Linked DNA regions of Zea mays: regions 2 and 3 are each linked to region 1. A link is a contact called in public Hi-C data. All regions are on one chromosome and are shown on one strand. The core of a region is the stretch at or near the end of the contact, and the rest is flanking DNA. Distances in the headings are between cores, read along the strand shown. Region 1 holds the start of LOC103626987 (transcription factor GTE4). Region 2 holds the start of LOC100273354. Region 3 has its middle 20 kb from the start of LOC100273354.

What was found. A called contact is a pair of places that touch in the nucleus more often than the background predicts.
Region 2: a contact with region 1 is called in a Hi-C map of leaf, with 5 times the contacts expected there. The contact joins the promoter of LOC100273354 here to the promoter of LOC103626987 in region 1. A contact is called at or near these places in 2 of 25 Hi-C or Micro-C datasets (endosperm and leaf).
Region 3: a Hi-C map of leaf shows a contact between it and region 1, with 6 times the contacts expected there. The contact joins the enhancer-like site here to the promoter of LOC103626987 in region 1. A contact is called at or near these places in 5 of 25 Hi-C or Micro-C datasets (ear, leaf, seedling and 1 more).

What each region holds. Positions count from the first base shown.
Region 1 is chr5:145,215,822-145,220,252 of Zm-B73-REFERENCE-NAM-5.0, forward strand. LOC103626987 (transcription factor GTE4) reads right to left here and starts at 2,442. Exons shown (of 5, transcript XM_008647345.4): 1 at 363-2,442; 2 at 210-264; 3 at 7-117. The coding sequence starts at 2,144.
Region 2 is chr5:145,441,385-145,445,815 of Zm-B73-REFERENCE-NAM-5.0, forward strand. LOC100273354 reads right to left here and starts at 2,232. Exons shown (of 5, transcript NM_001147793.2): 1 at 1,976-2,232; 2 at 1,529-1,758; 3 at 1,313-1,430; 4 at 1,026-1,208; 5 at 572-924. The coding sequence starts at 2,020. The coding sequence ends at 820.
Region 3 is chr5:145,421,487-145,425,917 of Zm-B73-REFERENCE-NAM-5.0, forward strand. No RefSeq gene overlaps it. Among protein-coding and RNA genes, the nearest start is that of LOC100273354, 20 kb to the right of the region's middle. Within about 2 kb of position 1,980, at least 7 of the 20 cell types and tissues checked have an H3K27ac peak or open chromatin away from gene starts, as enhancers often do. A contact at or near this core is called in leaf, where this site is marked.

The sequences.
Region 1 (4,431 bases), core at 1,192-3,691:
TATTACCACTAGACGATGATCCTGAGTCACTGCTGGAGCTGCTTGAATTGCTTGAACCACTCACGTTCTGTCTATTCTCGTCGTTTTTCTCTGATGCAGATGTTGGTAGTTGCTCACCTGCCAGTGAATCTATTTGTGTAAAAAATCATGAAATTATTACTTTTACTTGTAATGTGCTTTTAAGAGATAAAGTAGAAAATAGGACTAACCTTTTGCAACTTGCTTTAGAGATTTTTCACCAACAGGTTCTTGGGGGACTGGGGTCTGCAAAGCATGAAACAGTAATTTTAAGAATACAATGATTACAAAATAGTTTTGCTTAAACAATAGTAGTAATGATAAAAATGATAGAGTGCTCATACTGGTTGCGGTTGTTGTATAAGGCGCTGCGCACGCAACTCTGCATCTTGTCTGGCAAGCATCGCTCGCTCGGCCTTCCTCTTTTGCTTACTCAGGTTCTTCTTGTAGTTGGCCACAAACCGGTCAAGCTCCCAAAGTGTCTCAGCATCCATACTATCAATTTCAACCTCAATCTCATCATCATGCTGCATAACTGATAGGTTCTTGTTCTTAATGACTTGCACAACAGCATCAAGCTTCTCAGGTGGCAAATTCTGCAGGTTCTCACTAAGCTTACGCTTCTCGTCTATTGTCATGTCCCTCTTATTTGGATCCTTTGCCCTTGGTTTCTTCATTGATGGAGTCCGGGTGTAAGTGGGAGTATGACTGATCGGTCTTGAATTGGTGTCCAATGCCATGTGGTGTCTCATCGAATCTGACCTCTCTAGGAAGTGCAGGTCAATTGGTGGAGGTGGAAACTTCTTCGGCAATGGAGGACACGATGCAAGGTAGTTAACCTCAGCCTCAATCTCAGGCCACTGTGCCTCGAAGATTCCTGACAACTGCTCTGCCATAAAATGCACATCCTGACCCTTGGGATTATATGTCATCGCATTATGGAAAGTGAGCCGGACATCCTCAGCAAACTCCTTCGGGTTCCTGTACTGTCCGCGGCTAAGCCGTCCCCTTATCGTGCCAAGATCCATTGGGTGCTTGATAATAGTAAAATAATCATGCAAACCAAGTGCAACTGGATCAACAGGCTTATTAAACACCCACCCAAACTTGTGCTTCATTAAACGGCTTAGAAGTGACGAGGACTTCTTGAACGCATGAGAGTACAGCCGCCGCTCAGCATCAAAGTCTGCGCCACGAGATTCTAGGGACCTATGCTTCTTCTTGTGGTGCTTAGATTTCTTGCGCACATGTGAATCTGAGGGAGGGATCCTATCCTTGGCAAGCAAGAACTCCGAATTTTGGTACAATTGATTGGCCTTTGGCGTCCGCTTCACCTTCTCAAAGGCTTCATTATGAACAACCGACACGGTTAGTGGTCTGCGCTGCAGCATGGAACGGGCAGGAGTAACAGCAGCTGCAATCTGAGCAGACATGGGCACCGCCATATCACCAGCTGAGAACTGCAGTTGCACATACCCAGCATCCACCACCTGCTGCTGTGTTGGCAGCACCACCATGGGCAAAGGCGCAGGCTCAGAAGCCTCCTGCTGCGCCAGGGCCTCGGCAGCCTCCTTCAGCCGCTTGGAGAGCACGCGGACCTGGTCGAGCTCCCCCGCCAGTCGGCGCCGCAACTCACTCCTCACCCTGCGTTTCCGTGCTTTCTCAGACTTCTCAGCCGCGGCCGCCGCCCGGTCGTCGCCGTGGCCGTTAGAAATACCGCCGCCGACACGGTTCACCTCAGATGAGGGGTCCCCCGAGGCGGCACCGCGTTCCCCAGGTGGCCCCCGGGCGGGAACCGAGGCCGGCGCTGCCGGATCGGGCCGCGCCGCAGCGCCAACCGTGTCCGCGCGGCGGATGGAGCGACGAATCGAGGATAAGGTTTCGGAAAGGGGATTCGGGGCCGGGGCAGGAGCAAGGGCAGGGGCAGGGACGGAGGCGGGGGCGGGAGCTGGTTCTGGAGGAGGTTTAGGGGTTTTGCGGGGGTGCTTACGGGTGTAGACCTTGATCTCCGTGGCCCAGCGCGGCCTGAGCGGAACGGCGGGAGCAGCAAGCACCTCCACGGCGGGGGCAGGGCCCGGCGTCGGCTCTTCCCCGCCGGCGCCGTCGCCGGGAGGGTCGGAAGCCATGCATAAACCCTAAATCCGAGGCCCACGAAGCGGGGGAAGGCGCGGAATTGGAGAATTCAGGAGGGCTTTTGCTTGGAAACCCTAGGGAATTTTTTTCTGTGGTGCATCGCGGCTCCGATTTGATATTTTCCTGCGGCTATGGCGCGGTGGAGCGTGGCTGGGGGAAGAGGTTGGTGGCAGCGTCGGAGGTCGGACGCGTCTCTGCTTTTCTGGGGAGGACTGCAGCTGAGCCGACGTCGCAAAGACGGGTGCTGGCGAGGGCGCTCGTGTAATCCTGGTCGTTAGAATTGGCTTGCCTGGACATCCGAGGTACTTTCCCGGACGAAATTCAGTGGATTTTAAAAAAAACTTTCTCGGTACTGTCCGGAAAATAAATTTCGTCAAAATTTATGTATCCATTAACATCGTACCTAGAAAATGTCCTGACCGGCTGACCCTATAGACAAAGTCATTTGCTACTTGTCCAAATTCATCATTAATAGATAGATTTTTTTGGCCCTACAAGTTGCTAGGTTGTTATATTATTATCACGTAAGAGAAACTTCAAATGACAAACTAAGTACGAGCTAGATAGGATGGTACCTTCTGTTTGAACTAGAAATTAAAGTCAGACAATTCATTTTCCGCACCCTATATAAGAAGGGTATCATAATCTTGTGAAGTTGGATCCCTTGATCGATGCTAGAATTCATCAAGAAATTCTTACATGTATGACGTTACCTCGTCAAGGTTGGTCAACATATATGGCACCACTCTTCATGTCTCAAGGTCTTAGTGGTCAAACCACTTGCCCTTCCATGTTGCCCTCGAAAAATGCTGAGGTTCGATTCATTTTCGCTATCATTGCAACGAGGGGTGAATTATGCACACTCAAGAGTTTATCACCGTCGTAAGTTGTTGTGGAGTTTGACACCTCCTCTAGTATGTATGCTTCTGCAACGGAAGCCTTGATCTTGCATTTATTTCTACATTTCTTTCGAATAGTCTTTAGACATCTCTCAAACGGATAGCACTAACGTCCCTCCACGCCCCCATTCATGCCTCATACAGGAGATGCAGAATCAAATGTTGCATCAGATTGAAGAAGCCAAGTGGAAAGATCTTTTCTAACTTACATAGTAACACGATTGCCATTCTTTCCAAGTTTGCAATCATGGTCCGAGATAACTCCTCTGCACAAAACTGGCAGAAAGAAATAGCTCAATTCTGCAAGCACTAGCCATAAATGATTAGTGATATAGCATCAAACCATCGCCGGAAGAAATCGTTCAATCCATATGTGGTAGTCACGACTCTTCATCCATAAGACTCACATAGTAGATAAATTCACCCCCTACTCATGTTAGCTACATACACATCAGGGAACATTAACATCTTGATCCACTCTTGTACTTCCCTCCTCTGGGATTTGCTCAGGACGAAATCGACCTTAGGCCTTCTCAATGTCTTTCCACTACTGGCTTCATCTCTTGGTTTGGTCTATCACATAATGCTGTCAGATCCACTCTTGCCTTTATGTTATCCTTTGACTTATCATAAATGTCCATGATTATTGCACAAAGTGCTTCGACAACATTCTTTTCAGTGTGCATCACATCAATATTGTGTGGAAGGAGAAGGTCATCATAATAGGGGAGCCGAATCAAGCCCAACTTATGGGTCCACATATGTTGCTCATCATATCCCACAAACCCATTGACCACAAGACCATCTATCTATTGACGAACTTTGGCACCAGTCATCATTGCAGGTGGGTGGTCTGTCACTACGACACCTTTCGTAAAGTTCTTAATGTCTAGTCTGAATGCATGGTCAGGAGGGAGAAATTGTAGATGTTTATCAAATGACGAATATTTTCCACCCTTCTTCAACAAGTTGCACCTAAGAGCTTCCTTGCAAACTGGGCATGAGAACTTACCGTGAAGACACGAGGCAGAGAATAACACATACGTCAGGAAGTCATGCATGGAGTACTGGTACCAAACATGCATTTTGAGATTTTTCTTTGTAGCTCGGTTGTATGTCCATACCCCTTCCTTCCAAGCATAGACCAATTCATCAATCACAGGCTTCATGTACACACCCATTTTATTTCTCAGGTGTCCAGGAATTATCAACAACAAGAACAAGTTATGTCATTGAAAGCATACACCTAGGGGAGAGATTGAGGGGCATAACGAACACATGCCAACATGTGTATGGGGCAGCCATCAGTCCATAAGGATTGAACCCATTTGTGGCCAGGGAAACACGTACAATACGAGCCTATTCAACTTTCTCATGGTGA
Region 2 (4,431 bases), core at 982-3,481, 230 kb after region 1:
TAAGTTTTATAGGATGGTGTTTCGCCCGGCTATGGTGTATGATGTTGAATGTTGGCCGATAAAAAGGGGACATGTCCAACAATTGAGTGAAGAGGTGCACATGTTACATTGGTTTTGTGGGCACACAAGAGGGATAGAGTCTGAAACGAAGATATTCTAAGATAGTGTCATTGGCACCAATTAGGAGAAATTATATCAACATCGGTTGAGATGGTTTAGGTTTTTCTTTCTATTCTTATTTCTTTTGGGTTTCGTCTCTGGTCTACCCTAATTGTTTGGGACAAAAGGCTATGTTGTTATTGTTGTTACTGCTGGTGCTGCTATTTATGTTTTAGGTATAAGGACCGTGGAGAGTCTAAATTGAGGATAAGGAACAAACATTTCAACATTATATTACCTGCTCTGTCACACAATGCAATTTGCATCTAGCAGTGTAAGGGCCTGTTATTCGAGGTGGATTGAAGAGAATTGGAGGATGTCCCCTCTAATTTCGATATGGATCGAAGGAGATTATTGGAGAACCTAGGCGTAAGACGGCTACCAAAACCTGACGCAGCGTAGCTCGCCTACCCTGGTAGTATTGAAAGTCTTTCCATTCTCGCAGATTTCACAGTGTTCAAAAGGTTATATAAGAAGAGATGATAAACAGGTGTTCTTGTTTTATACAGTGTGTATATATAGAGAGAGACAAAGAGCAAGTGAATTTGTAGGAACAACGCCCACGGAGAACGAACGCAAGCCTATTTCCTCATCACAAGGAACGGAGGCATACATAGGTCTCATGTGTGAGCACTGAGCACCGCTGGTTCCGGATCATCCTCATGCCTTCCACCATGGGTCCTCGCCGGTCCTGAAGTCGGTCTCCACCCACGGGACGAAGAGGACCTTGCCGTCGTCGACGTCGGCGTGAACCAGGGCCAGCGACTGTTAATACAAGAACGCGCAATATTAATGCATACCAAGCAGATCAACAATTCGTTCCAATAAGGAAGATATCGCCCCAGCTAGCGTGCGTTTGTTTTTACCAGAGGCGCCGGTCCACGGACCACCTTGCCCTGGTTGTTGTACTGGGATCCGTGGCAGGGGCAGATGAACTTGTTCTCAGCGCCGTTCCACGGCACGACGCAGCCGAGGTGAGTGCACACGGCGTTGATCCCGTAGGTGGCCAGCGTCTTGTCCTGCTCCACCACCAGGTACGTGGGGTCACCCTGCACGCGCGGCGGCGCGCACAAACACGCCGGCCGTCAGCATCAGCACGACAGACATGCCTGCAGCTGCAGGTGACGACGACGATGGCGGTGGGGTGACTGACCTTGAGCCCCTGCGCGAGCGTGCGGTCGTTGGGACCGTGCGTGTTGAGCCACGCCTCCACCGTGATGTCGTTGCCCAGCTTGTCCTTCGCGTAGGTCCCGCCGCCGGCGTTCCCGGAGCTGCGTGCAAGATCAACAGGACGAGGTACTTTCCGTTAAGTGCTGGCTGGCAGCTAACACGTATGTACAGCGAGCCGCTAGGTAGCGAGACGACTCACCCGGCAGGGACGAAGAAGGCGCCGTAGGGGACGACCATGCCGACGGTGGGCAACGAGATGGCGCCGAGGAGGAGGAGGTTCATCAGCTTCCGCTTCTCCATGTCGGGGACGCGGTCGGCGGAGATGCTGCTCGCCGCCTGGCACACAATGCTCCGCTGGGCGCGCTCGCGGCCCATGCTCAGGCCAAGCCCCTTCACCGGCTTGCCCAGCGAAGCGCGGGACCGGTAGAGCTGACATTGCAGGCACGGGCAGCACATACAAATAAAGCATGCGTATTATTCGCGCGATTCAGATTTATCTTTGGTGAGCAAGATCGAACACGCTGATGAAGACTAGCAACGCCATGGGCAGAGACTCTGTTTCCCCACGGCCAAACTGACACGAGACAAGGGTCAAGGCCAGGTGAGAGAGGCGCCCCGCGGCGGAAGAAGGAAGTTGCTGGCTCACCTGGGTGGGATTGGCGGCGGTGGAGAGCGCCGCGGAGGTCGCCATGGCTGCAGCAGGCGAGGATCGGTAGGGGTCAGGAGTCGGGACAATACGGCTGGTGTTCACTCACTCGCGTCCACAGGCTTGCGGATGAGCCCCCGGTGCCGAGCCTAACTTTATCTTTGCGCCGGGTGGCGCGGGAGGCTGCCGGTGATTGGTTGAGGCGAAGCGACCGGCCTGCGAGCACCACATGTTCAAGGCTGTGGGCTGTGGCACACACGCGCGCTCTGCTTCTAGCGCCATTTATCGGTACTCATTCGAGATCAGTTACCTCAGCTTCACCGACGATTGAGTTTTTTTTCTTTACCATTATCTCTAGGACCACCTTTACCAGAATTTTTTTACATGCTTTCATTCCATAGAAAATTCACAAGTGCGATGGAAATTATATAAAAAAAAGAAAAAACTGTTATTTGAGCTTCATCTATCTCGTTCCTGTAAGAGAACATGATTTAAGTTGCTTCCATTATAAAGCTATTTACAAAAGATTTATTTATTTGACAAAAAGTATCTTTAAACAACTTATAAAGCTATGGTAAAACTATGTCAAACGGACTATAAATATAAATTATATAAACTATACATAGGGTAAGTATATTGTGAGCCCAACTTTCAATAGTTATATAAAGCCCCAGCAGCTCCCGGGACACATCCAACAACTAGGTGCATGCGATCGAAAGCGCGTCCCCTGCTATGCAACAGGTCAAACCTCCCTATGCGCATCAGTCAAATCATCGGTCCAACACCCAACCCCTCGTGGGTTGCACGTGATTAATTGCGGTTCTGTTTTTTTCGCAAATAGCATAAATAATTTACAGAAATAGCGTAAATTGTTTATAGAGATTCCATAAAAACCTCATCCAGCCACTAGACCACGTCCAAGCACATGCATGCAGATTCTATTTATATGGTAGGTCCGATAATTATGACAGACAGTGTGAGTTTACATTACATGTGCGCAAAATTTAGATGTCATTTTCGTTTTCACAGCATGCATGCAAAAAGTAGATGGCTCCATAAATATAGGATCGCTCCAACAACCATGCAACTAGGCTCGTTACAACCAGTTTATGAAATATAATGATGCTAATTATGCTACACAGTGTATGTATTTATACAATTCGGTACACTGCGTAAAAAATCTGTTTCTTGCTGCATTCGCACAAATTTAAAATAGTAGTAATGTGCAATGAAAGGAAATGAATTAGCATGCATGCTTTATTTCCTCCATAAATATAGGATCGCTCCAACAACAATGTAGTTAGGCTTGTTGAAACCAGTTTATGATATATATTGATACTAATTATGGTACATTGTTTAGGTATTTATGCAATGTGATACATCGTAAAAATCTGACATGCGGTTCACTGGTGGATGCATCTCCAGTTCGAGCATAAAAATCTTTAGTTTTGAGCATAAAAATCCATAATTACGAGCATAAATACTGATCCAATAAGAAAGTTGTTGAAAACCTCTTGATGTTGGCATAGATATGCATACAAAGTGTCATAAAAATATATACGCGATTGCATGTCGTCCCTCCACCAAGAACATACATTTTGGCGCGTTCCCCACCATACACATGCATGCGGTCCTATTTTTATGGTAGATCTGAAAAAATATGGCAACCACTATGCACATGCATGTGGTTCCTATTTTTATGCTGATCCGAAAATTGTGTCAAGTCATGGGAGTATCCATTGCATGCGCACAATTTTTAAACGACATTTTCGTTCCCACATCATACACACAAAAATTAGATGGCTAATATCACACAAAACGTAAATCGCTAAAGAAAGTCGCATAAATACCTACACCATACATCATAATTAATGAAAAATCCAAGTATGAGCTCAAACAACAGTCGCATGCATACGCAAAAATTGGAGGAGGTCGTTACTGGAGGACTCCGCCGCGACCACCGGATCGGAGGAGTTGGTCACCGAAGGACGCCCGAACCGCAGACCCTTGCAGTCCCCGCCTCACGCGACTGTCGTCGCCGCCGGAGCCACCCATGCCTAGCGTGGCAATCGTTGTTGGTGATGGCCACACCTCATGGGGCACCACCGACGCTCGCTCATCGGGGTCATCGTTGCTCGCCCACCTCGAGGCCTCAGGGTCGTCGCCGCTCGCCTGCACCGGGGCCCTGTCGTCGCTCGTGAAAGTCGCCTAGAGGGGGGTGAATAGGTGAAACCTGTAAATTATAAACTTTGAATAAAACTTCACCGGAGGTTAGCGTTAGAATGAGTAGTAATGAAATCGGAGTGCGGAAGATAATTCTTCCGGTCACGAGTTGTTCAATCAATGTGGAAAACTTTGGGAGCTAACTCAAAACGATTGCAAGCAAGAGAGCTTAGAGAGAGGGAATAGGAAGAATCAAAACGCAATACAAGATTAACACAAAGACACAGACGATT
Region 3 (4,431 bases), core at 730-3,229, 210 kb after region 1:
AGCAACAAGCATCATTATAAAGCAATTCATCATCTATTTCACAAACATGTAACATTTTATTACACAACACTAACATCATATGCTGCTAGAAACAAAGTTCACAAAACCATAACCAATAACCAAATATTAAATATGCAATGTAGGTATGTAGCAATACAATAATGCAAATATTTAAGCACATGACACATCCACACATGTCCATATCACAGATCAGAACTACGAAAAAACAAGACTATGAGAGATGAGACGACATCAACGACTAGATAAACTTGTGTTGTGGCTTAGCTCGTTTGGCTCGCGAGCTAGCTCACGAGCTAAACCGAGCTGACTCATTAGAGAACCGAGCTAGAATGCTAGCTTGGCTCGCTACAAAATTAAAACGAGCCGAGTCGAGCCGAGCTACTAACGAGCCGAGTCGAGCGAGTTATCGAGCCACGAGTATTTCGTCCAGCCCTACGCACAACCCATCGCTTAGCGCTCCCTGAGCCAACCCTCATTGGAATTAACTCCTTTCCCAACATACCCCCGATCATTTGCTCGATGAAGTCCTCCATAGGTCTAGCCTCCGCGTCGAGCACTGAGCCAGTTGGTTTGCATGTCTCTGCCATTTCAAGGGTGAAGGTTGCGGAGGAGGCCCCCACGTCCATCTCCCTTGAGATGGCTTGCGGAGTCTTTGTTGATGTCTAAGACAGTGCAAATACACTCGTTGGCGTCCTCCGCCTCTTCGGGCGCACCTTTGTGTCATTCATATGCAAGCCCAATCTGTCTAAACACACGATTCAAGTGGACGCGGCTCGATACCCTTATCCACCTCATGCTCTATAATAGGACCAACCAGGTCTTCTGCCTCTTTGTCTGTCTCTGCTACAAAAATGTCCCATGAACGATCACCCAGATCCACAACAAAAGCATGACTTAAAATTTGTTTCAAAAAACCAGCAAAGTCTCTTCGCACAATTGGTCCAACAAACCACCCACGGCCCAATGGCCAAATCCCGCAAGCTAGGTACTCTTCAACCAAGTCCCTGCCACTACAAGTAACCACAGCAAAATTGAAGGCCTGATCATCGCGATCCCTCTCTGCAACTACATAGCACCAAAAAGCCTCAAACTAAAATGAAGACATAATGCTTGGCTGAGGCCATGACTTGCCCTCCTGATAGCGCACATAAAACTAGCTCTCCGTCCACCCTCACTTGTTCTTTGTATAGGGGGCTAACTCAACCACCTTCTTCTTGGTCTCGCCCGCCTTCGGGTAAACGTAAAGCACTCGAACTGATCAACAACCCCATCCATAACCCTTTCCTATCAATGCATGCAATAGCGTTTAGCGAAGACCTCAACTGATGGAGAGCTCCATCGAAGGTGGTCGTCGCATAAACAAACTTGCTCAAAGCCACTATAGCATTCAGTGTCAATTGGTGAAGTCGAACCTTGTATTTTTCAAGCACCCCAAGTAGAAACTCGTGGCATGGCAAGCGAGTTCCGACAGCAAAAAGTCTCTCGAAGACCATGACCTCGCCTTTCGGTCGTGGTGTGGTTTCTGCTCCTGTGGCCTGGCCATAACCAGTAGGAAAGTGCCCCAATGATATCATCATCTCCTTAACTCTCTACAACGAGGTTTTTGGCCCACCCAACTCATAGTTTTTAGGGCCTAGCCCACCACAACGACCAACCCTAGCGAAAGACAAAGCGGCACCTGACTCGACCGCTGGAGTAGTAGGAGTTATCCCGCTGCTCGGCAACGGCGGCGGCGGCGTCACCATACTACCACCACTTGGAAGAGGAGGCATGACTGTGTACTGAGGACAATGATGACTGGCGGTTTTTAGGCATGTCAATGTGGAGGAGATCGACATCGTTCTCTCCGCCAGCAGCGCAACTAATAGTGGCTTCAAAAACGACACCGCGGTAGCCTAGCCTTGGGACCGCGCAAGCGGGCATTTATAGTCAAATCCCAGTGGCTAACAATACAACCATTGATTTTTTTTTAACGGTCACATCCAGCGGCCCCCCGAGGTGATTCACCAAATGATCGAGGGCAGCACTTGTCCCCATCAAATGAAGGACTTCGGGATTGGCCCTTCACGATGAACCATTCCCTCAGGGGCTGCTATTGGAGTGGTGGTCGAACCAGTCCTCGATCAGCAACGTGAAGGTTTGCCCCTCGTCTTGACTAACCATAATTGTACATGACCACAAACAACCGGAGCCTTCGCCTCTTAGCGATTTTGATGGAGCCTCCAATCCAATAGCTAACGACCGACTGTGATGAGGACAGGCACCCAAGCGAAGGACCAAGCACGGGACAAGTATCAAAACTAAGGACTTCGCTGAGCATGACTCAATGGCCTTCAGCACAAGCTACTCTCCCAAAAAGCCCGAAGGGCATCAAGGCGTGAAGGCTCCCCGGATGACAATGAAAGCTTCAGGGAATGTGACCCATCCAAATTGCTAGTCTAGAGCAGGCTCCTTGGAGGGCCCACATGTCATTGTAACTAGTGGGTATAACTATGAGTGCACACCATTAAAGGGGGTTGTGGTGTTGTAATTACCCTGTTACACGAAATATTGTGAAATTGTAGTTAGTAACCAAGGGTATGAACATACTTTATACCACCTATCCTAGGTTGCCCTATAAATACCCCCGTCATGTAGCTAAATGGGACACGCATAACGAGACGCTACAGTTTCCTACCTAACGTTTTGTTGTGCATTGTGCCCTCCTTTCCACCTTTGAGTGTTCGGGTCCACCTATCAGTACCCAATAGGCCCCTTAGACTTAAAGTATTTATTCATTTGTTGCCTAACAAGCAATGAAGTAGATAACTAGTTATACACTTCATTCTTATAAATAAATTTGATATTGTAAACTAAAAACACATTAAGATAAACTACAATGATTAATTGATTATTCGAAATTAAATCCAATGTCTTTGCTAGTCTATGGGCACTACTTTCTAATTGCACACAATCGATCTGAGTACTGAGGAACAAATGCAAGATAGTAGGAGGCAAAGTCGTAGAGGAAGAAGTAGAGGCGAAGTCGCAAAACATCAAACAACGCACGAGCAAAGGGAGTCAAACGAGTGAGGGAGAACGGTAGCCGGCAGACTGCGCTTCAGATCCTCGTATACGTAAATTGGTCTCGGTGGCTGGCCCCCTCCATCGTGGGCCCCTGGCTGTCGCTCTTGTGGCCATGGTTCAGAGCCAGGCCTAATTAATTCTCACACAAATGGAACCCTTACAACATCTCCAACAGTAATCCTAAATGGAATTGTATTTTAAAATATATGACTCTAACACCAAAAACTTGCTCAAACAAAGATCCTATTTCACAAATTCATCAATTAATTATAGGTCTTGGCCTCTCTGGTCCTAAATATTGGATCCCATATGTTAGAGCCCTATCCTTGTTTTGTATATTATTCCCAATCTTTTATTTTCTAAATAACATGATCTATTTCCTAATAACATGATATAAGACTCGACTATTTGAGCTGCAAATGTTTTTGGCCCTAAACTCTTGAAATCATGTTCTATTATAATTTTAGTACTCAACTTCTTGTTGGAGAATCTAAGCACAAATGGAAGTTTGTGGAATTTAGGAGCAAGCAATCTGAGCTTGTTGATAAGACAAGTCTAGATTGAGGAAGGCTGATAGAATTAGTTATCAATCTGGGGGTGTTTAGTTTCTTTAGTCACCCTCCTAAATTTTTAAAACTAAATTCCAGTTCCTAGAATTTCTATCTAGGAGGTCTCATCTAAAGTTTCGCATAAACCTGGCGACTCACACTTTTGGTCCGGGCTCATGAAAGTTAAGGATGTTTTATTTAGCCTTGGTGTTTTTACCCTTAGAAATGGTGAACAAATTAGGTTTTGGGAGGATAAATGGTTAGGTAACCAAACCCTCATGGTTCAATACCCATCCTTATACCAAATTGTTCGGCAGAAAAGTGCCACAATTGCCAATGTCTTCATATATGTCCTGCTTAATGTTTCTTTTGTAGAGCTTTAGTGGGTCATAACTTGGTTTTATGGCATAACCTTGTTCAGCATCTTGTGTATGTTAGATTAAATACTGGAAAAGATTATTTTAGTTGGAATCTAACCTCATCGGGGCAATTTACTGTTCAACCGATGTATAGGACTTTGATCAACAATGGTTATGTCTTCCATCACAAAGTTCTTTGGAAATTAAAATTGTCTTTGAAGATAAAAATCTTTGTATGGTATTTACTCAAAGGAGTGGTACTCACTAAAGATAACTTAGCAAGACGAAATTGGCAGGACAATTAAAAAATGTGTGTTTTGTGTTAAAGATGAAACAATTCGACATTTATTTTTTCATTGCCGCTTTGCCAGTCATTTGTGGCGACTTTTGTTTTGGTGTTTTGGTGTGAGACCACCTCGGTCAATTCACCATGTTTT